4 separate regions of the Mus musculus genome follow, and regions 1, 2 and 4 are each linked to region 3. A link is a contact called in public HiChIP or PLAC-seq data. All regions are on one chromosome and are shown on one strand. The core of a region is the stretch at or near the end of the contact, and the rest is flanking DNA. Distances in the headings are between cores, read along the strand shown. Region 1 overlaps Rbm20 (RNA binding motif protein 20). Region 2 holds the start of Rbm20 (RNA binding motif protein 20). Region 3 has its middle 37 kb from the start of Gpam. Region 4 overlaps Gm30990 (basic salivary proline-rich protein 2-like).

Evidence for each region. HiChIP or PLAC-seq counts read pairs in DNA pulled down with a chosen protein or histone mark.
Region 1: an H3K27ac HiChIP or PLAC-seq map of T-cell acute lymphoblastic leukemia shows a contact between it and region 3, with 12 times the contacts expected there. The contact joins two enhancer-like sites. A contact is called at or near these places in 2 of 15 datasets of contacts at CTCF or cohesin (large pre-B cells and pro-B cells), 4 of 115 datasets of contacts at active chromatin or transcription factors (the NIH/3T3 cell line, T-cell acute lymphoblastic leukemia, extraembryonic endoderm stem cells and 1 more) and 1 of 9 other capture datasets (embryonic stem cells).
Region 2: an H3K4me3 HiChIP or PLAC-seq map of craniofacial prominence shows a contact between it and region 3, with 8 times the contacts expected there. The contact joins the promoter of Rbm20 here to the enhancer-like site in region 3. A contact is called at or near these places in 1 of 15 datasets of contacts at CTCF or cohesin (the NIH/3T3 cell line), 1 of 484 Hi-C or Micro-C datasets (Th1 cells) and 6 of 115 datasets of contacts at active chromatin or transcription factors (craniofacial prominence, embryonic forebrain, embryonic hindbrain and 3 more).
Region 4: a contact with region 3 is called in an H3K27ac HiChIP or PLAC-seq map of T-cell acute lymphoblastic leukemia, with 20 times the contacts expected there. The contact joins two enhancer-like sites. A contact is called at or near these places in 8 of 39 promoter capture datasets (cranial neural crest, embryonic stem cells, frontonasal cranial neural crest and 5 more), 1 of 15 datasets of contacts at CTCF or cohesin (the NIH/3T3 cell line), 1 of 484 Hi-C or Micro-C datasets (bone marrow-derived macrophages) and 1 of 115 datasets of contacts at active chromatin or transcription factors (T-cell acute lymphoblastic leukemia).

What each region holds. Positions count from the first base shown.
Region 1 is chr19:53,803,520-53,809,013 of GRCm38.p6, forward strand. The region is part of intron 1 of Rbm20 (RNA binding motif protein 20); the gene reads left to right. Among named protein-coding and RNA genes, the nearest start is that of Gm16299, 19 kb to the right of the region's middle. Within about 2 kb of position 3,837, at least 98 of the 459 cell types and tissues checked have an H3K27ac peak or open chromatin away from gene starts, as enhancers often do. A contact at or near this core is called in T-cell acute lymphoblastic leukemia, where this site is marked.
Region 2 is chr19:53,674,721-53,680,458 of GRCm38.p6, forward strand. Rbm20 (RNA binding motif protein 20) reads left to right here and starts at 2,586. Exons shown (of 14, transcript NM_001170847.1): 1 at 2,586-2,872. The coding sequence starts at 2,688. It overlaps Gm46653 (a long non-coding RNA gene), which reads right to left and starts at 1,051. Exons shown (of 2, transcript XR_001782674.2): 1 at 771-1,051.
Region 3 is chr19:55,060,154-55,065,604 of GRCm38.p6, forward strand. No RefSeq gene overlaps it. Among named protein-coding and RNA genes, the nearest start is that of Gpam, 37 kb to the right of the region's middle. Within about 2 kb of position 3,263, at least 38 of the 459 cell types and tissues checked have an H3K27ac peak or open chromatin away from gene starts, as enhancers often do. A contact at or near this core is called in T-cell acute lymphoblastic leukemia, Th1 cells and craniofacial prominence, where this site is marked.
Region 4 is chr19:53,884,826-53,890,177 of GRCm38.p6, forward strand. All of the region lies in intron 3 of Gm30990 (basic salivary proline-rich protein 2-like), which reads right to left. Among named protein-coding and RNA genes, the nearest start is that of Pdcd4, 16 kb to the right of the region's middle. Within about 2 kb of position 2,281, at least 43 of the 459 cell types and tissues checked have an H3K27ac peak or open chromatin away from gene starts, as enhancers often do. A contact at or near this core is called in T-cell acute lymphoblastic leukemia, where this site is marked.

The DNA of each region.
Region 1 (5,494 bases), core at 2,587-5,086, 1.3 Mb before region 3:
TCAACAGTTAAGAGCTCTGGTTGCTCTTCCAGAGGGTCTGAGTTCAATTCCCAGTACTCACATGGCAGCTCACAACTGTCTGTAACTCCAGTTCCAGGGGACCTGAGACCCTCATACAGACATACATACAAGCAACGCACCAATGTATATAAAATAAAAATAAGTAAATAACTATAAAAGGGGGGTTAGAAATAGTTTGAGGGGAGAGAAATTTATTTCAGCTTGCAGCTTTAGAAGCTTCCAGTAATCCTGGTTCACGACATTGTTTTTTGGGGACCTCACCAGGCAAAGGTTCATGGTAGGGAGAGCATGCTGGAACAGAGCTGTTCCTTCATGGAGCCAGAGTACAATATAGATTGGGGCAGGACACCCTTCAGACCCACGTTTCCAGTGACCCCTTCCTTCAGCCAGACCTCATCTCCCAACAACCCTCTTAAATGAGAACTGAGCCAATAAATAGATTAATCAGTTGATGAGGTTAGCACCCTTGTGATCCAATCACCCACCAACAGAGCGACCAGCAGGGACCATACCCACAGGAGTTCCCTTACGGGCAAATGTCTGGCACAAAGCCAGCTCAGTGCTGCAAAAGTCATGTCCTGTATTGAAGGTGTCACAGTCATTGGAAACTGCACAGACCCCAAGACTGCTTCTGCTGCTCATCTGTGTGGAACATCTCTGTGGCCAGAGCTGGATCCCTGCCCCTGAAAAAGAGTCCCTCAGACCACACTCCACCTTGTGGGGGCCTCTCCTCCAAAACCTCACTTTTACCCTGGCTTTGTGGTCATGCTGTGCTCTTATCTAAGGATGGAGGAGTATTCTGTTTTCAGAACCTTCTAGAAACAAAGTCTTTGACTGGTGGATGCTCATACCAAGGTTATGCCCAGGGTCCCCCTGCAACAATTTCCTGGCTCTCGCCTTTCCACAGAAGATACTGGTGGGATCCAGAGAACCCTGGTCAGTGTGGGCCTTGGAGAAGAGCAGAGAGAGTTAAATGCAGATCATTTAAACAGACTGTGGTCTTTTAGAGGTGTTGTTGAGGTAGGGTCTTGCTGTGGAGCCCAAGGTGAGTTCTGACTCACTTGTCTTAGTCACCCGAACTTTGGGATAACAGGATGTCACCACAGCCAGTTTGTAACATGAATGGTTTTTGGTTTTATGGTTTTGTTTTTATTTATGTGCGTGTATGGTGTGTGTGTGTGTGTGTGTGTGTGTGTGTGTGTGTGTGTGCACAGAGACCAGATCTTCTAGTCTTCTGTCACTGGAATCTTGAGCTGCCTGCTTGAGTGCTGGGAACTGAACTGCAGTCTTTTGCAAAAGCAGAAAGCACTCTTAACCGCTGAACCATTTCTCCAGACCAACATTCTTATTTTTATTAAACAAATTAAGGAACTATGATGGGAGACTCCGGAGTATACAGCCAGGCACAGTGGGCTCAGGGAGCCCCTGGAATCTTCCATTGCTGCCTTTGCCCCATCTCGAAGTCACTGCCCTCTGGGCTGGCTTTATTCTTAATCAGCCTCTCTTTGGGTGATGGCTTAACAGCTAGCTTAGCAGCCGGGCATGACAGTGAATCTCTGTCCTGACATCATCAACAAAATATCATTGAGTGTCCCTGCAATCACTGGGACCAAGGCAATGTGATGCTGTGACCACCCCAGCCTGAGATATTGCCTGGACACAGTGACTTCTGTCACCGATAAAAAAAAAAAAAAAAAAAAATCAATCCCAAAGGTGGAAATGTTAAGCAACAGTCCCCTAATCTCTTAACAGGTAGATGGCAACCTGGGTCCCTGACCACAGGTGACCCTCCCTCTATCAGTCACACACTGCGGATGTGTCTCCACACCTGTCACTGGGTCAAACCCAGGACCTTGTAAGCCTTTGTTCAGACTTGAGGGGAAGCCCTTGGGTTGTTCTTTTCTTTCATTGGTTAAATTTCTTGCAAAGGGCAGTGTGAATCTGTCCTGCGTGAGCTTCCTCAGTCAGAGCACACCACACCCTTCCTGTGATCTCAGGGAAGTCTCTTTCCCCATGTTCCCCCCCCCCCCCTTTTGATTTCTTCTTTATCTTTCTCCACTTTTATGTATCCACATCTGGAAGCTTTGCATAGCTCACACCAGATGCCAGTCGACACAGGCTAAAAGATTAAAGTTCTGAAGGAATATCTGGTCCTTTGAAAGACTGTGTCAGACAGAGCAGGGTCCTGTGTGTGTCGTTAACGTCTTACTTTTAGAGCAGGATGAAGATTTTTATCATCCCAATCCTTGCCTCCCTTGCAGGTCTCTGTTTATAGCCCTGGTTAACCTAGAAAATCTATGTAGATCAGGCTGGCCTCAAACTTTTAATGACCTCCTTCTACCTACCTTCTTGGTAGTAGAATTATGGGCATGTGTCTCGATGGCCAGATGCAACCCATTTCTTCTGGCCAAAGGCTACTGTATCATCGCATCTTGGGACAATTAGTTGGGACAACAGGCACACTCTCCTGACGGGAACAATAGGTTGCACATCCTTTCTCAAGGCAGGTTTTCTTCCACATCTCTACATCCCAACAAAATAAGGGTTATTAGTTTGTCTTTCTCTAATACTTTAGTTTGAAAACTCTTCAGGGAAACACTGGTTTAATTTTTTTCTCTAAGCACACTACTAGAGTTTTAAAGCTAATTATACACTGCAAATTCTTTGTAGCAATTAATGGCTCAGAGACATAACCTCAGCCTGGGGGCACTGGAGCCCTCCCAAGCTTCTTGGTAAATCAGAGCCTGTGCAGTCAGCTGCTGCATCTGTGAGGGGATCAGGCTCAGGGGAGGGCGTCTGACAGACATTGCCACTCCCGGTCCAAAGCATGTGCGCTACTGTGTTGTTTTCCCTACTGCCCAGCCTCGAATCTGCTGGGGATGGCTGCAAACAGTGCAGCTGTTCCTGGTATAGGCAAGAAGATGTGGACTGAATCCTGAGCCACGCGCTTTCTAGACAGGGACGTTCTTGAGGTCATTGCCTCTGGAGAATCAGGACAGCCAGAACAATGCACAGAGACACTGTCGCAAAGACAGATGGACGGATTGACAGACAGGAAGGAAGGACATCCTTCAATTTCCCCGGTTCTTGGTGGGAGGCTTGCAAGTGTTGCATGTGGAATGTACTCAGTGAACTCAGTGTGCGTGAACATAACCTTTCAAGCTGAGGTGGATAGGTAATCCTCCCAGGCCTGGGAAGCTGAGGTGATGAGGTGGATAGGTAATCATCCCAGGCCTGGGAAGCTGAGGTGGATAGGTAATCCTCCCAGGCCTGGGAAGCTGAGGTGGTGAGGTGGATAGGTAATCCTCCCAGGCCTGGGAAGCTGAGGTGGATAGGTAATCCTCCCAGGCCTGGGAAGCTGAGGTGATGAGGTGGATAGGTAATCCTCCCAGGCCTGGGAAGCTGAGGTGGTGAGGTGGATAGGTAATCCTCCCAGGCCTGGGAAGCTGAGGTGGATAGGTAATCCTCCCAGGCCTGGGAAGCTGAGGTGGTGAGGTGGATAGGTAATCCTCCCAGGCCTGGGAAGCTGAGGTGGTGAGGTGGATAGGTAATCCTCCCAGGCCTGGGAAGCTGAGGTGACCAGAAGTTTCCATGAGGTTTCATCAGCAGCCACCTGTGTGCCGTAGGACAAGTTAACTTTTCAGTGTTGTAATAAGGGATTGAATGGACCCTAAAAGCGTGCAATTCTATGTTTTTTCTGTTTGCCACTGCTGTGAGTGAAAAAAACTAGCTGGCTTTGCAGAGTCCTCTGGTGACCTTGTTTTGTGGCGTATATAACCTTAGCTTCCCAGGCTCTTGGGTGTCTGTGCTACCCAGACTTCTAGCAAGATCACTTCCTGCCCACAACATGCAGGCCCACCTCAGCTCTCTAAACAGACTCACCCTCAGTATCGATGTCTTGGGGAAACTGTATTCATTTCCTGTTACCACTGTAACAAATCACCACAAATCTGATAGTGTGTAGCATCATAGATGAGTGAGATTCTAAGATCCCTCTCAGTAGGTCTGTAGTGGAACTGTTAGGAAGAATGCCTCTGCCTCTGCCCTGGCTCTTCAGGAACATTCTTTCCCTTTCTGTTTTGAATTTCTAGAGGCTTCCTGTACTGTCTTGGCTCATAGTCTCTTCCTCCACTTGCACAGACATCAGCGCATCATCTTCCCTTTCTGTGATGAGTGTTTCCATCTCTCTGACTTTCCCCCTCATCGTTCTTGTGGTCACACAGAGCTCACCTCGGCAATGTCAAGGTGATCTTCTCTTAGCTCAAGATCCTTAATTGAATCACTGCTGTAAAGTCCTCTTTACCACGTACGGGGACACTTACAGGTGCATGCATGTCTGTACACTATGTGTGCTGCACTCACGGAGGCCAGAAGGTGGCCTTGAACTCCCCCCCACCCACCCCCCGGAACTGGAGTTACAGTTAGTTGGTAGCTGCCATGTGGGAACCTGGGAGCTGGTCCTCTGGAAGAACAGCCAGTGCTCCTTAGTGCTGAACCATCTCTCCAGCCTCTATCCATTCAGTTACTAAACCTAGACTTGGGGAGAAGCATACTGAATCTCCCACGCTGAGGTTGGGCGGTGAGTGACTATACCCAGGTGTGCAACGGCACTGGGAGGCTGTAGACTTAGAAGCCCCATCTTGAAGTACTCAGGCACTGTACTCACATAAAGCGCATTCGTCTCCCAGCCGCCGCCGGGCTCTGAGAAGCCACAGCCATTTAAGGTCTTCATTGCTTAGCTCCTGGCGGTTGCCACAGCCACCAAGCTGCTGGGAAATGCAAGATTCTCCAAGACACACCGCTTTCTTTGGGGAGGGGGTGTGTGTGTGCTTGAGTCTTTACATAAATGAGAAAGCCTAACATTGTCATCTTCATTTGGCTGTGGAACGTGTTTGTATTTGGATTGGAGTGTGGGTGTGCCTCGTGTTCTGGGGACTCTCTTAAAACAGCAGTAAACCTTGAAATAGACGCTCCTAGAATACTGTGTGGCCTCCTTCCTCCCTCCCTTCTCCCCTCCCTTGTCCCCTCCCTCCCTCCCTTGTCCCCTCCCTCCCTCCTCCCCCTCCCTCTCATTCTCCTTCGTTTCCTTCCTTTTTTTTTCTTTTGTCTTTTGAGACAGAAGTCTTATCATACCCAGTCTATCTTCAAACTCAACACTAGCCTTGAGTCATCTGATCCCCCTGTCTCTATCTTTCCAGCTCTGGGATCACAGGCGTGTATCACCACCAAGCCTGGCTAAGTTATTAACTCTTGCAGGCTAAGTATTTTACGACTTTTATTTTCTTAGATAGAACAGTTAGTCTTTTTTTTTCTCACCTAAGATTTTGGTTTAAAAGGGATATATTCTGTGTGGATGATTTGTGTGAAATCACTTCTGTGCAAGTTTGAATAAAGCTGGGGACAGTAAGAATTTGTAAGATTAAAGCAGAAACAGAAGGGGACCCGCTCCTGGGTCTGGTTGTGCCAGGTCTGA
Region 2 (5,738 bases), core at 1,336-3,835, 1.4 Mb before region 3:
TCCCCACTGTGAAATGAAGTGGGTGACTCAGCCTTTCTCACATTTGCTTAGAGAAGCACACCCTTAGGGGATGGGAGGGCAGTTTGGATCCTAGATAATTATCTGTGTGTGTATGTGTGTGTGTGTGTGTGTGTGTGTGTGTGTGTGTCTGTGTTGTGCCACTCCTAGATAAAAATCGAGGAAAAGTAACTGCATCCCCAACTGGTTAACGCATGTAATGTTTGACTTGGAAAATAGACATGGTTGCTCACTGCAGTCCCAGGCAACATTCTGGGGGATCCAAGTACCTTAAGGTTTCTGCCAGAGCACTACCCTCCACATTGCTAATGACAAATATTAAGTTATAGCCATGCAAATAGGATTTCTGGGGGAAAATGCCTGCGGACCATAGATTTTCTTTTATTATTTATTTTAAATTTCCAAAGCCCAGTGAATTCTCAGTCTCCCTTTGCTCTCTGTATTGTCCCAGGAGGAACACTCAAAACTCACCCCCACACCTCAGTCTTTTTCCACCCATTCCCATGGAGAGAACTCCATAGAATTTCATGTTACCAAGTCTTTAATGAGAGCACTAGTGTGCCTTCCACCCACTCAGTTTCCTCGGAGTTTTAAAAATACCTTGTTCAAGTTGGCTACTATTGAACTGTAGAATCCCACTTGTAAAAATCAGCCCTTCTGCCTGCAAGAAACACCCCCACCTCGAACTTGGAGCCAGGGCCTCATTATTCCTAATTCCGTCACATTTGCTAACCAACCCTCAGAGAGGATACCTTTCCATTGGTGCATTGCAGTCCAGACAGTAAACAGATCTGCCTCATGACTACAGAGCTCTCTCCAGACGCTTTAGACGGTTCTCTGGCAACATCTGGGAAGACTTCATTCATTGTCTTTTTTGGGGAGAGTCTCAATGTTAGTTTTAGGTGTTTTCCTCCAGGGTTAAGGGAGTGTGTATGTGTGCCTGGGTAAGATGGAGTATGTGGAAGCCACACTCGAGAAGTTAGTGACAGAAATTGATCACAGAAAACTGCCCGTGTCTTCAGACACCCTGTTCTGCTTCTGAGAGGGGCCAGCAAGTAAGCCATGTTTACTTGAGAGATTTTTGCTTTTTTTTTTTTTTTTCGAGACAGTCTTTCTCTGTGTCTCCCCGGGTGTCCTGGTGCTCTGTAGATTAGGCTGGTCTCCAACTCACAGAGATCCCCCTGCCTTTGCCTCTCTAGTGAAGAGCTGGGACTAAAGGCATGTGCCACCCGCCGCCACACGTTCTGTTTTGTTTGTTTGTTTGTTTGTTTGTTTGTCAGACTTGTGTGAATTGTGAATGATGTGTGTGATGTTTAATACAAATAATCGTAACTCTAATTGGCAATGAGAGAGAGAGAGAGAGAGAGAGAGAGAGAGAGAGAGAGAGAGAGAGAGAGAGAAGCTCTCTAAGGTAGGGTGGCAGAGTAGGCAGTTTCAAGGGGAAATTGACACAAGAGTCAGGAGGGACAAAAAGTATCTTTCAGAGAGTTCAAGCAGTTGTCAGGTTTTGAGACATCTTTAGAATTTTCTGGTGTGTGAAGCAGGCAGGCAGGACTTCAGGCTGTGGGATCAGCTCGCTGCCCTCTGGCTTATAACGCACGAGAGAGGAATTTGGCCGCGGGCGTCCGTGTCTGGAACACCACGGAACAGCACAGTCCGAGAGAGCACGAGGCGGCCACTCCCCGGCCGGTGCTCAGGTGCAGGAGGGTCTGCGGGAGCAGGTGTCCCCTGTCGCCGTCTCCAGCTGCTCCGCCCTCAGAGCCTCACAAGTGCGTCGCACAGCTGCCACCCCGGTGCACACGGGTGTCCGGCGCAGGTGGGCTCCGGGCAATTAACAGAGTCGGTGAACTCTCTTCCTTATCCTTTAAATTTCCAGAGACGCTGCCAATAAATATGAAAGAAACGTGTGCCTGGTTTTCTTTTGCTCTCGTGGGAAAATTCAAAGAAATGAATCCACTGCTACCCTGTCCGTCGCCTTTGGGACCCCCGAAGCGACAGCTGGAACTACCAGCGTGGTGAGCTCCGGGGCCTGATCATCTGGGCCCCGAGATCGCAGTCCCACCCACCTAGGGAAGGATGTGACAGTGTCGGGTCCTTCCAGAGGCGCTGGCTGGGCTCCAGCCGCAGGAGGATGCCAAGCCCCGGGCGCACTTCGCGCTGGCGATGTCCTCGGGACTCTGCCGGAGCCGGGCAGCCTGTGAGCTCCGGAAGAAACTACAAGGCGGCGGAGGGCGGCTGCGGGGCGGGCCGGCGTGTCGCCCTCTCACGAGGGTGTCGCGCTGAGGAGCGCCTGGCTGGTCACCCCGAAGGGCTCGCGGTGGCGGGTGGCGGCTGCTACTCACTGTGCCTCGGGTGGACAGGCACAGTTGTCCCGGTCACCCCGCGCGCAGCAGCTCCTGGGCGTCTCGCGGCTTCCGTGGCCCCGGGGACGCCCCCTGTTCCTGTCCCTGTCCCCCGCCCCCTCCGCAGCCTCTCCAGCTTGAGCGCCGGGAGGTGGAGGAGGCGGCGCCGCGGGGACTGTCTCCTCCCCACCCTTCTCGTCTCCTCCCCACGCCACCGAGAAGGACAAGGGGACTGGGCACAGGGACCCCGGCCAGTGAGCGCTTGTGTTCCGGGACCGCCCCTCCCGCGCGCTCTTTCGCTGCGAGCCCGGGCCGGTGTCGCCGCGCATGGTGCTGGCAGTAGCCATGAGCCAGGACGCGGATCCCAGCGGTCCGGAGCAACCCGACAGAGATGCCTGCGTTATGCCCGGTGTTCAGGGGCCCTCCGTGCCCCAGGGCCAGCAAGGGATGCAGCCTCTGCCGCCACCGCCACCGCCTCAGCCTCAAGCCAGCCTGCCCCAGATCATCCAAAAGTAAGAGGGAGAATGGAGTGGGGCTGGGGTGAGCCTGGGACACACACCAGGGGCCCTCTTTTGTGGCTTCATTTCCATCCTTTGCTAAACTTCGCCCGCCCCGCTTGTGTTTGAAGTGTTGTTGGCGCTCTGAGCTGGGTCGGTGTCATTCTGGCTTGTTGGTGATATTGGGTAGAACGCAGTCAAGTTATTAGTGTGTGGTGGTGGTGGTGGTGGGGCATAATTTTTGCCTTTTCTTATGTGTTCTCTTTTCTCTTCTGATGGTACTGGATCTGTTTTAACTTCATAAGCTCGAAGTTGGGGGAAATGACCCAGAGACTATTTTTTTCATCCTTCTGATCCTTAGAGACCACTGGAATGTATTACGGTGACGATGACGGGTCAAGCGTGAGTGTGAGCGCTTAGTGAAGGGTGTGTGATAAATCGCCACTGAGAACAAAACTACCTTTAGTGGAGTCAACTAGAGATTTGGGACAAAGGGAGTTGAGGGCCTGTAAACAACGCGCAAACAGTTTACAACATGGCCCTTGCAAGGAGTTCTCAGCTGCAGAAAAGGTTTCCCCTAGATACCGTGGTGAACCTCACCGTTCTTCTTTTCATTGGTTTGGTAAGCTGGGGTGGTCAGGGGTCCCAGGAAGCCCCTTATCCCGTCTGGGAAGCGTAGAGGTAAACCGCTGGTGTTTTACTCCCTCGGCTCCTTAAAAAGCATTGTTTTGACAGTTTGAGGCCTAGAATGTCGGATTGTTCGAAGGCTCTTTATTTTGCTTCAGGCTTGGTCCACCTGTGACAAAGTCCTGAAAAATAGTTTGAGTGTTTCCACAAGTCTAATTGGAACATGTAAACTCAGGAAAACTCACATGAGGAGCTGGGGTTTTTTGTTGGCTGTTCTGATCTTGGGGATTCTGTAAACTCACTACGATGCACTAAGGAAAAAAAAAGCAAACATGGAAAAGGAAATGGAAGCAAATAGTAGTCAACTCTGAATGGCTTTAAAAAGCGAGTTATCTAATAGAAAAGAGTGAAAACTCAAATTTGCCATCAATAACAGGGAGGGGGGGTGTCGCGTTTCAGGACAAAATGGTTTCCTATCTGTTGGCTGGTTGACTCCTAAAGTCCTATTTAACTTTGATATTTTACATAACTTTTAGCTACTTGCAATTTGCAACTTTTTAAAAGTGAAAAGTTTCCTAAGGTGGTCCTTTTTCCTCTCTTTGTAAAGCGGTCCAGCAAATCCTAAAGAGAACTGACACTTTATATATCTCCTGAAGTTTCACTTCGATCCGCAACGTAAATAGAGGTCAACTGATAAAAACTGCTTACATCTAAAGTCTTTTTTACTAAAGCATTCAAATTGATCAGTTGTGAATTTGAAACTATTATCTTTCTCTGTGAACCAGTGATGTGTGTACTGAAATCAGCCCGCATGTTAAATTTATCAAAACCGCTTTGTTTTTTAGTAATTAGCCTGAGTTTCCCCTCAGTTTTAAGTAGAAGAAAACTAGGAACTTCTTATTCCCAGAAAAGAAATCTTCACAAATGGCTATTTAAAGTACTGCCAGGTAGGAAAAACATTTCAATTTGTGAAAATGGATAATTTAAGATGCATTTTAGTTTCTTCATAGAATTAATAATGTAAACTATACATTTATTATCTTATTTGGAAAATTCCATCTCTGGAATATGTTATTTTAAAAAGACATGAGGGACCCTTTCAAAGATGGCTCCTTCTGCATATAGGCCAGAATGGAGTCCTGCAGAAGTGTCCATGGCCTGGCGATAGGCCTGTGTTCAAGGACAATGTGTAAGGCGGGTGGATGTGCCCATGGGATTTGATGTTCGTGCTCTTGTATTTCAGAGCTTTTCTTTATAAGGAAGATTTGGGGTTTGTGTCTCCCTCTGTGCCACAGAAATTCCGCTGGAACCAGGCTCAACACGGCAAAGTGCTTTGCGGGCCCATCTGTAATGCGCTGAAACCTGAGCGGGCTATTTTGAAACTACGTTTGCATAATTTAATCTGAGCGACCATTTTTATGTTGTTAGGAGGTAGTGTTTTCATCAGCCATCTTCGAGAAGAGGTAGCGGGGTTGCCTGCCTTTGGCCGCAAATGAATCGCCTGGCCTTGGATTTGGAGGCATTTGTGATCTAAAGCTGTGGGGAAATTTTTTTTTTTTTAAATTGAAACCTATATTAAACCTTCTAAGTGAATCTTCAGTTTTTGCAGTTAGTTCAGTGAGGTCAGTAAGTCATCCCTAAGTTTTACTCTCTTTGAAAATGATGGAGACATCAATCTTTTGGTGGTGTGGCATTGAGGGGTTATAGGACTCTTTTCACCTTTTAAGGTCTGTGTTGGCTGATTAGCAATGGTTTTCCATTTCGATCGAGGTCAATGACTTTGGTAAAGTCATTGGTGAAGATGGAAACAGACTTTGTCTTCATGCTTTATACGAAGTCTTAGAGCTGTGCTTAACTGATCAAACGCTTGCAGTGCCATGATGAATCGCGGGACTTAGTGAGTGTTTGTTTTACTGCAGCCTGTCTCACCACTTGGGCGGTTGTGTCTCCAGTTCATCTGTAGGGTCCTTCTGTTCAGATCAGGTGTATGTATGCTCTTGGTTTTCTCTGTGTTCTTAACACGAGTTGAGAGCCAGCCAAGCTCCTGTGGCTCCCTTATGTCTGTCCCTGACATAAGAAACATCGGCCAGTTTACAATCACATAACTAGGGTCTTGGGAAAGTTTTGTTTTAAATGTGTGTTCTGCAAACTGGCCAAAGTGAAGTTGTCCTTGTATCATAGAAGGCTCTTTCTAAGCCCTTTGCAAAACATGAAATATAAAAGTGCCTTAAGAAAAGATGAGTTAATAAATCAA
Region 3 (5,451 bases), core at 2,013-4,512:
TATAAAGTCAGTCCTCCAGAGCCCCTCCAACCTCAGTCTCTACAGTGTATAACACCTGTCTATACCTACCACTGACGATGCTTGCAAGGACCCTGAATGGACCTTAGGATCCTGTGGAAAGGCCAGAAAAGCTGTGGCTGAATAGCCTCTGAACAGGCTTGCAACTGTCCCTCACTGGTGTCCCTGACTCCTCCAAAAAGCTCGGCAGAGGACAACTGAAGGCCAAGCTGAGTCCAGTTTCCTGGCCTAGAATAGCCTAGCAGAAGGAACGGGCTCAGAAAGCTGGAGAGAGCCATCATTACCTATCATAGCCTGGTTCCGGAACACCCGGGCTGAGTGGAGGTGCTGAGCTCTGAGAGATGGATCAAGCTAGGCCTGGAGGGATTAAAGAAGGAACACAGGCCAACACCACAGCTCTGCTGGTAAAGCCATTTGCTGCCAAGCCTGTGACTCATCCCTGAGACCCACTGTCCCTGACCTCCATGCCTACCCACCACCCCACTGGACACACACACACACACACACACACACACACACACACACGCACGCACGCACACACACACACACACTAAATAAAAATCTAATTTGAAAGAAAAAATATAAATAACATGCTAAAGATGCCTTATCGTGTCCAGGGAGTTCATGCTCTACAAACAAAGGCCATAGGGAGGGGCAGGCTCTTGGGAAAGTCAACTCAGGTGTGAGGGTAACTATCGATCATTCCCCTATCATTCCCCACAGCAGCCCAAGTCCCCAAGCTCCAGCCAAAAGCCACCCTCCCCAGAGCTGCCTCTGGCAATGGTGAGACCGGATCTGGGCATAAAATGTCCTAGGAAATGACAGCCACATTTGAGCAGGAAATGAGTTAAGGGATTTAAGGGGATGATAGAAAATAGTCTGCAGACCTTGGACCCTGAGACTCCCCAAACTTCACACTTTTCCAAGCCGGCGCCAACACCAAGCTAAACTGAAGAACGCCTCCGCCCTCTAGTGGACAGAATGGCCATAGTCCTGGTGGTTCCAGGTGCCCTCTTCCTTCAGTGTGATAGAGAGGACCCAGAAAAGGACAAGCAAGAATAAAACTGTGGACCATTGTCTCCGGCCCCTATTCCCTTCCCTCGTTCTTCCTCACCAGTCCCCCATTTTCCCACTGATCAGACATCCACCCTTCCCAGCTTGCTCGTTTGCTCCCACATAAAACTCACTCTGTGAATGAATAAAGGAGCTTAAAATGGGAGCCTCACCTGGAGAAACTCGGTTTCAACTGGCAGAGCCTGGGCTCAAAGTCAAGTTCCCATACAGTGGGCACCAAAGAGGTATTTCCGGGTGGCTGGGAGGCACTTAGGTCCTCGCCATAGACTTCAGAAATCATTTGCACTTCGTTTTCCGATAGGACAAGGGTGGGTGGACCAAAGTGAGGAATAAGACAGACCCTGAGCTCCGTGATAGGCTTTGGAATCCCCAGGGCACCAGGGAATGGACCGGTCCCGCCCCTCACTTTCTGCAGTCCCTGCAGACATTCCTGCCTAAGGGTCCCTAGACAGCAGGTGCCCTGTAGCCACTGGAATCTCCAGCTTCCCGCAGACTTCCAGCTGCCCGAGCAAAGCCCTCTGCCACGCTCCATGCCTCAGCCCTGTCTCTTGTCTTTCGCTGTCCCGGCTTCATCTGAGGCCATCCTGGGGTCTGGTAGTATGTGACAAGCAACATGTTCGCCCTAGTTGTCTGGACAGCCTCGGCCACTCCTTCCCTTCCCTTCCCTTCCCTTCCCTTCCCTTCCCTTCCCTTCCCTCCCCTCCCCTCCCCTCCCCTCCCCTCCCCTCCCCTCCCCTCCCCTCCCCTCCCCTCCCCTCCCCTCCCCTCCCCTCCCCTCCCCTCCCCTCTCCTTTCCTTTCCTTTCCTTTCCTTTCTTTCCTTTTTTAATTACCTACATCGTGGCTTAGAACCCGCTGATGAAGTTCTATCACCACCTAGTGGTCAGATCCAAAATGTGTGGCATGGCCACACCCAGCGTTTTGGTACAGGACCACCTGATCGAAGAAAATGAAAATTAATGTATGCCTTTAAGACAGGATGGGGGGGGGGGGAATCCCAAAGCCTGTTTATGCAGAGGTTGAACCAGTGCCTGTCAAATGATGGCAGAGGAAGGAGTGGGCAGGCAGAAGAAAACTTAGTTTGCCAGGTATTCTCTTCGGAGACAGCACCCTGAGCTAACATTTATGACGCTGCCATCATAAGCCAGGCTGGGGTGCATCCGGCGTGTTCACGCTAACGTGTTGTCACCTGCTAGGTGAAGACGGAGCATCAGAAAACAGGTTCAAGATCCAGTGGCTGCTGAGTGTGGAGCTGGGACTTGAACCCAGGAAGTCTTAACCAGGTTCCGCGACTGAGTAGCAACGCTTTGGTCACCTGGGCACAATATCATGCAAACAAAGACATCAAAGGCAAAGCTAACTGTAGATGGGCTGTGTCTCCAGATTCTAATGCCAATTTCTATGGGTCCAACTTTTTGTCGACACCTTAGGCTCCGTGCCAAAAGAAAACAATTAGAAAGACACCAGTGCTCTTCCCTTGGCGGCCATCTTTTCTTCCCCGAGATCCCAATGGTGAGACTGGCTCTTCTCACCTGCAGCGGTGAGGCTAGGGTTCCCCCTCACACAGCCACAGCTGCACCCCTTTTGCCCTGGCTGGGTCCTGACATGGGGCATCATGTTTTGGAAATAATAATTTTCTTCTTCCTAGTGCATCTCCATCCTTACTCCTTCCTCGCCCTGCACCCGAGATGAGACTTAACATACTAGTCCTGAAATCCAAACACACACACACACACACACACACACACACACACACACCACACACACACACACACACACACACACACACACACACCACACACACACACACACACACACACCACACACACACACACACACACACACACACACACACACACCACACACACACACACACACACACACACACCACACACACACACACACACACCACACAACACACACACACACACCACACACCACACACACACACACACACACACACACACCACACACACACACACACACACCACACAACACACACACACACACCACACACCACACACACACACACACACCACACACCACACACACACACACACACACACACACACACACACACACACACACACACACACGATGCAGGAGGCAAGGTTGAAGAAAGCTGTGGGTCAGCCTCCTAGCTGTAGCTGCTAGCTCCCCTGAGGAAGTTGAAGAGTTTCCTCAAACCCCGCCTCCACTTTGTCTGTACAATGGGAAGCGGCTGGTCCTGCCTGCACAGCTGGCAGGTCTGTGACTGGCTGTTCATTTGTGCTCAGTGTTTTATAAACAGCTCACTGCAAAGGGCAAACTGCTCCATCTACAAACTCAAAGGGCTGCTGTCCTCCATTTTTAAAAGCGTGTGCATCCAGAGACACCACTGTTTTCAGAAAACAAGTGCACAAGCTCCGCGATCAAATGACCTCTGGCACAGGGCACGGGCAAACGCAGGAAGAGAAAGATACACACCTCTGTTCCCCACCAACCCCCCGACCTGAGGCAGGAGCATAGATCTAACAACATTAACCACACCCAAAAATATACAGGAAAAGAAAATCTAACAGCTCAGAAACGATATTGCATTTGCTTGAAAAGCCAAGGGCCTGGAGCCTCCCTATCACCAGAGTGCTGTGACAACATACAGATCCTGTATAGAACCACTTAATGGTCTGTCGAATTCAATTAGGGGAAATTTTGAGACTTCCCATTTAAACTATCTGTTCTTCCTTCAAGACTGAGTGTCTTGGATGAGAACCTGGACGCCATACCCCAGTCTCCAGAACAGCCTGGCAGGCTCTCCAGAGTCTCAACCAAATGCAGTGTTGTTAGGGACTTTCCTTAGGTGTGGCCTTTGTCCCTGAGGAGATACAGTCCTGCTCCAGGGAGAGGAGAGGGCTTGGCACTTGTATGATCTTCTGGTGCTGTGAAGGTTGGCTCTGGATAGTACTAGCACTTCCTGGATATTTAATCTCCATTGTGATTATTTCCAACCATGGTAGATAGTAGACCTTTGCCAACGAAACAACAGAGGGGACCTCTCCATCACTCTCCCATCATGTTGCTCATCCAAAATGGGGCATCAGCTCAGCATAGTCTAATGAAGAGTAAGGCTGTCTTTGCTTGGTGTTCCTAGAACCAGTCAAGACAGGAGAGTTCAGCAACAGGTCATCTATGTGCAAGCATTTGCCAGGAAGGAGAAGCAGGGACTGACCAAAGGAGACAGAGGGGGGTGAAAAAAGAAAGGAGTGCTAATGGGTCACTTGCTGTGGGCAACAGAAGCCTCTTAGCACCAGGGCCCCCAGAACATTCTTGAGAGCGAAAAAGCTAAGCTGTGTGTCAAGGGTCAGCCCTAGCTTATAAACTGAAGGTCACCCATGACAGGTTGGCTCACCAGCACTCTGCACAGAGGCTAAGACTATCCTCTGCAGGAAGATTCAGAAAGAGATGGTGGGTCCGAGATCTTCCTCAGGTTGACTGTCACAGTAGACAAGCAGAAATAGGCAAGGGACCTTCCGAATCCACTGTCAAAACCTGCCTCAAGAAAACCCAGTATAACAAAAGCAGCTCACCTTCACGCTGGAAGTAAATTGTACTTCTGGGGCGCTCTAAAGGACTCGTCTGGCACTTACGTTTATTAGCTCCAACTTATAAAAGGGAGAATTCAATCATGTGCCCAAAGTCCTGTAAGCAATTACTAACCCTACTAAGCCTCCAAACTTAACTTTGGCCCCTCATTTCTCAGCCTCCTTTCTGCCATGGTTCTCTGAAGATTCTTACAAGAAATAAGGCTAAGTTCTCTGAATTTCAAAGATTGGGTCAAAATAATCAGTGCTTCATGGCCTATGTCATGAGGCTAAATATTCTTTTTTAATATTTTTATTAGGTATTTTCCTCATTTGCATTTCCAATGCTATACCAAAAGTCCCCCATACCCTCCTCCCACTCCCCTACCCACCCACTCCCACTTCTTGGCCCTGGCGTTCCCCTGTACTGGGGCATATAAAGTTTGCATGTCCAATGGGCCTCTCTTTGCAGTGATGGCCGACTAGGCCATCTTTTGATACATATGCAGCTAGAGTCAAGAGCTCCGGGGTACTGGTTAGTTCATAATGTTGTTCCACCTATAGGGTTGCAGTTCCCTTTAGCTCCTTGGCTACTTTCTCTAGCTCCTCCATTGGGGGCCCTGTGATCCATCCAATAGCTGACTGTGAGCATCCACTTCTATGTTTGCTGGGCCCCAGCATAGTCTCAGAAGAGACAGCTATATCTGGGTCCTTTCAGCAAAATCTTGTTAGTGTATGCAATGGTGTCAGCGTTTGGAAGCTGATTATGGGATGGATCCCCGGATATGACAGCCTCTAGA
Region 4 (5,352 bases), core at 1,031-3,530, 1.2 Mb before region 3:
GTTTAATAAAGGCGATTTTTGTTATCTTGACTTTTTGTAACAAATATGCACAGAACAGATTAGAATGAGCCACTGGAGGTGGGGGGATTGTTTTTACATATGCATGTGTGGGCGTGCACACTCGTGACGTCAAGTTTGACTAGTCAATATACTTCCACCCATGGGATCAAACTCAGGCTGTCAGACCAGCACCTTTTCCCACCACCGAGTTATCCAGCTGGCCTCTTGTTTTACATTTTTGTGTTTGTGATGTGTGCTACTAGTTCTGCTTATTTTTGTTTGAAACAGGGTCTCTAGGAGGCCTAGCTAGTCTCTTAACTCTTGGTCCTGTCTCTCTGTTTTGCACCATAGGCTTGTCAGCAAAATCTGGAAAATGCGTGTCCTGATTTGGTATTTGTTCAGGCTTTGCCACGAAAACAAAACAAGACAAAACAAAACCAAAACCAAAAACCAAAAACCAAACAAAAACAAAAACAAAAACAAAAACAAAAACAAAACACCCAGTTGGTTGATATATTCCTAAATTACAAGTACGTGGCATTGTGTTGTGATATCATCTCACTAGGAAGACAACCAGATCATAACTATGCTTTAATTACCTGAGAGAGAAGTGTCGGGGAAGGAGTTAGGAAGAAAGCCCCCAAGGACTCACTAGGCATGCAGAAGGTTTTCCTAGGGATCAGGTGAGTCTATAGCTAAGACCAGCTAGGCGTCTTGATTAAACTCCATAGAGATTCGCTCAGCCCTCTCCGGGGCACCATTTCAGAGGTAATGAGCCCAGGGGAGTAGCCTAGGCGTCCAACCAAGCAGCTCTGCATTGTAATCTCATGCCCCCGTACTATAGAAGAGTTAATTTGCTAGAGCAGCTCCTAGCACTTGAGCAGATGCTTAAGGACATTTCAAAGCTTGCAGGCGAGCAGCCAGGCGGAAAGAAAGGATACAGAAGGCCAAAGCTTGAGCGGGAGAGGGCGATTCCTTCAGCCGTTTTGAACCTGTGGAGGTTGCTAGAGTTGTTTCTCTCCTTGACTTTGGGGGCTCAGTTTATCAGGTTTGGTGGTCGGCCCCTTTGCCCACTGGGTCAAAGTTTGGATATGCTAAATTAGCCTTAGGCTTGCTGTGTAACCAAAAAATGACCCTGGGCTTCTGATTCCTGTGTGTCTTAAATATTAAATATTGGGATTACAGCTGGGAACTACTGTAACAAAGTTCTAGAAATAAAAAGTTGTACATAACTAGGAAAAAAAATCTAACCAGGCGGTGTTGGTACATTGCTTTAACCCAAGCACTTGGGAGGCAGGGGCAGGCAGATCTCTGAGTTCTAGGCCAGCCTGCTCTATAGTGAGTCCCAGGATAACCAGGGTTACACAGAGAAACCTTGCATCAAAAACAGAAACAAAATAAAACAAACAAACAAAAAAACCTGAAAGAAAAACCACCCCAAAAAATATCTCATAGAAATCTGTTTTCTTTTGCTTTTTAAATACCTAGATAATCACATTGACTTTTAGCTCTTAAGACTCACAAACTCAGCCGGGCGTGGTGGTGAACGCCTTTAATCCCAGCACTCGGGAGGCAGAGGCAGGCGGATTTCTGAGTTCGAGGCCAGCCTGGTCTACAAAGTGAGCTCCAGGACAGCCAGGGCTATACAGAGAAACCCTGTCTCGAAAAACCAAAAAAAAGACTCACAAACTCTAAAATATTTACTGATTTCTTCTTTTTAGGAAGAATTTGCCAGTCTATGCTTAAATGGGTGATGCACAGCGTCTTTAGGAGTTATATGTGGCAAGGAAGAAGGGGGTGTAAATAGGTTCAGGCAGTATTTGTGTAGTCCTTGTAGGAAGTCCTGTGGGTTCTGTGTAGAAACACAATGTGGCTTCTGTCCCTGGGGAGCTTACCCTCCAGAGTTGGATGGTGGAAATTGGCTGGCTCTTGGGTGCCTGTGGATAGGTTGATGAGACAAGATGACCCCAACAGACTTTAAATGTGTCAGCTTGTCACTGGGTTATCTTGGCCAGAACATGTCTTCCCAGAAGGTCTCTGCTGGAGCAGTTCCAGGTGTACAAGGAAGATCATCAGATCAGGTGAGAACCACGAGACCAGCAGGGAAGAAGCCAAGGCCGGAATGTCAACCAGGATGGGGTGGCACTGTGATATTGGTTCAGGCAGGAGGCCAGAGAGTGGCACAGCACAGGAGAAACAAGTATGTAGGGCTCAGCAGTTCTGCCTGGTCGGTGGCTTTCTATTCTAGAGACGGGGGCTAAGTTGACTCTTCAGCTTCCTGGGCTCCAGGGTGGCTTAGTACAGCAGGGGTGCAGGGTGGCCCTCTCAGTGCAAAGGCCTGTGGGTATGTTGCTGCTTGTGCTTGTGGCCTTGAGACGTGTGCATGGTAATCTCTCTTGGTTCTCCCAGAAAAGATGACGATATGGCTTGTTATCTTTTCACCTTCTGCTCCAACTGAAGAAACCATACGCAGGAGAAACAGGTGCACTGGAGCCATGAGCCTTTGCTCTGAGGCAGCGTCAGTTGGTGGTGTGGTCTCTCACGCTCTCCAGTTTTGCAGTAGATCCTATGTTTTCAAGAGAACATCGGGGTGCCTCCGTGACCACCCCAGCGCATGCTGTGTAATTCTGAAGCTCCTGTGACAGGGAATCAGGTTGGAAGGGGAACATTACCCAGGACATCCTAGCTCACCACTATCAGAAGCCACTCAGGAGATGACTGTAGGGCTGATTGTAGACTGACCCCTGTCTAAGTGGGTCCTGAACAAGCTAGGCAGAAGGGTGTAAGCTATTTTTGCTAAGCCACCCAGGGGATGGCTTGGCAGTGTGGGATGAAGGTAGGCTTGGGGGTCAGGAGAATGCTATCTAGAGTCCAGGTTTTGTTTCTTAGTGGTTTGTCAATGGGCAAGTAACAGCTTGGTATGTGTAAATGTGCATGTTATATATGCCTGTATATGTGCATATGTACATGTATATGTGTATATGTGCATGTCTATGTGCATGTATATGTGTATATGTGCATGAATATAACTTGTGTTTATTCATGCATGTCCATATACATACATATGTGTGCATGTGGAGGCCAGAGGTCAATACTGAGTGTCTTTCTTTATCATTCCCCTGCAGATTTTTTGAGATACCTTCTCTCACTGAACCTGGAGCTCACTGGCTAAGCTACATGAATTGGCCAGTTATCTGCCCGCCTCTGCTGCATCAGTGTTAGGGTGATAGATGTGTGCAGCTGTGCCCAGCTATTATGTGGGTTCTGGGGATCCAAGTGTACACCCTCATGCCTGCACAGCAAGCCCTTTATCCACTGAGCCATCTCCCAAGCCCCGCACATGATAACTTCTCTAAGTTAGATATGTGTCTAACGTCAAGAAAATGAATGAACCTATTAAGAGGATAGAGAAAACACTAAATGTGGAAATCTATCCACTAAAAGAGAGAGAGAGAGAGAGAGAGAGAGAGAGAGAATGCTTTGAAGCACCCAGGAGGGATGGAAGTCAGAGTCTGATGGTAGTGGGCACAAAGCATCTGTGCTTGGTGAGAAATATTAATCCTCTGCTGAAAGCTGAAAATATTTCGCCCAAGCCTGGCATTTGTTTTTGAACTTTGTCTGCATTATCTTTCATCATGCAGGAGTTCAAAACGTTCCAGTGTTCAAGTCTGCTTCTGGGCTTCCTGTCTTGCTTAAGCGGCCTCTTCATCCTCACATTATTATGCAAGCTGTTTCCTGGGTTTTCTTGCAATGATTTTATAGCCTCGTTTATGCACTTGCGTGTGTTTAGCACACAGGAGTTTGTATTTGGGGATACGTGGGGTATACGTTGGCGGGTAAGTCATGGTCTTACGGTCAGGGCTGCTTTTCTCTGCTCTAAGTATATCAGGGAGATGGTTTCTTAACTGATTTTGTTATTTGATGATGTCATACATATACACAGCATGCTTTTACTCTTTCCCCATACCCCATCTCTTCTTCCTCCATTCCTATTAAGTGCCCACTCTCTTTCCAACCCATTCCCCTGTTATAGGAGCCAGAGGCTGTGGTGGTTACAAAGGCACCTGCTGTTTGACCAAAGTTATGTTTCCTTTGAGAAAACATTATCCAGCAGAGGTGAGGGTTTCTCCCTGAAAACTTGGAGATCACAAAGGACCACACGTGTTGCCCTTGTCCTGACAAATGCCTTCTGGGTTGGTTTTGTCACCCACTGAGAACTATCTAATAGTGCCTACTGACACCATCAGTGACCTGGTCTTCCTGAAGAAAATGATCTCCTGTCTCTAAATCTATCAGTAGCCAATAGCTCAACAGTGAGGGCTAGGGACCCCTGAATACCCTCCCTTGTGCATTCCAGACTCCTGATGGGTCCATCCCTTTACAAGTGCAGTGCAGGCATCTGCAGCTCCTATGATTTATGATTGTCAACTCTGGGTCTTGCCCTGAAGGTGGCATTTTCCAGCCCTTCTGGAAGATTTTTATTTTTGAGTGAAAAAAAAGTCTCATTAATGCACTCATTTATATGCGTAACATGACAGCTTGTTAACAGTGGTTATTAATATACACGGTAACTGGTTATTTATAGTGGGACTGCAGATGTTTGTAAATTTTCTTTTTATTTGTATTTTCATGTTGTTGTGCATAAATGATATGTATCTGTACACTGAAATATATTTAGAGGAAAAGTGTCAAGAAGGTGCTTTTATAACCAGGACTTCCCGTTAGCCTAGCTGCCTTGGCAAGATAGCTGGAGGCTGTCCGGGATAGCCCTGGGCAGTTTGGTACTTTTTGCTCTCAAACACTGACTGGGCTTGATACACAGGAGAGACACATGCTCAGTTGGTTCCATTTCTCTAAAGCCCACAGGATTCACACAGATGAAATGACAACAGATCAACTCATTGAACTTAGGTGTTTGGTCTGGCCGCAAATCTTATTTCCTGATCCGCCCCCTCTCCTCCCATACTGGGTAAACCACATGTGTTAGGAGGAAATTCACCCTCTAAAGTCACGGGTAAAGGTCAAACAGATTTGCATCCTGGGCCAACTGGTCAAGGAACAGGCTTGTTTGGACCATCCGACCTATTTGCAGATAGAGTTGGGCAAGAATGAATGTGAGTGCCCATCTGCACCCCAGTGGTTAGCTTGGGTTGCCTTTATTCCTTATGAGTCACGTCTCTGTCTCTGAGGTTTTGTATGATCCCTGTGCCATACCTGACCTAACTGTAGCCAGAACATTGTGGAAGAGGCTCGCGGTCAACTGGAGAGTTTCCCCCTTTAAATACTCAAACTTTAATAAGTGGAAATATTTAAAAAATAATTTATTTTCTAAAATAATGTTCTGTAAAGCAT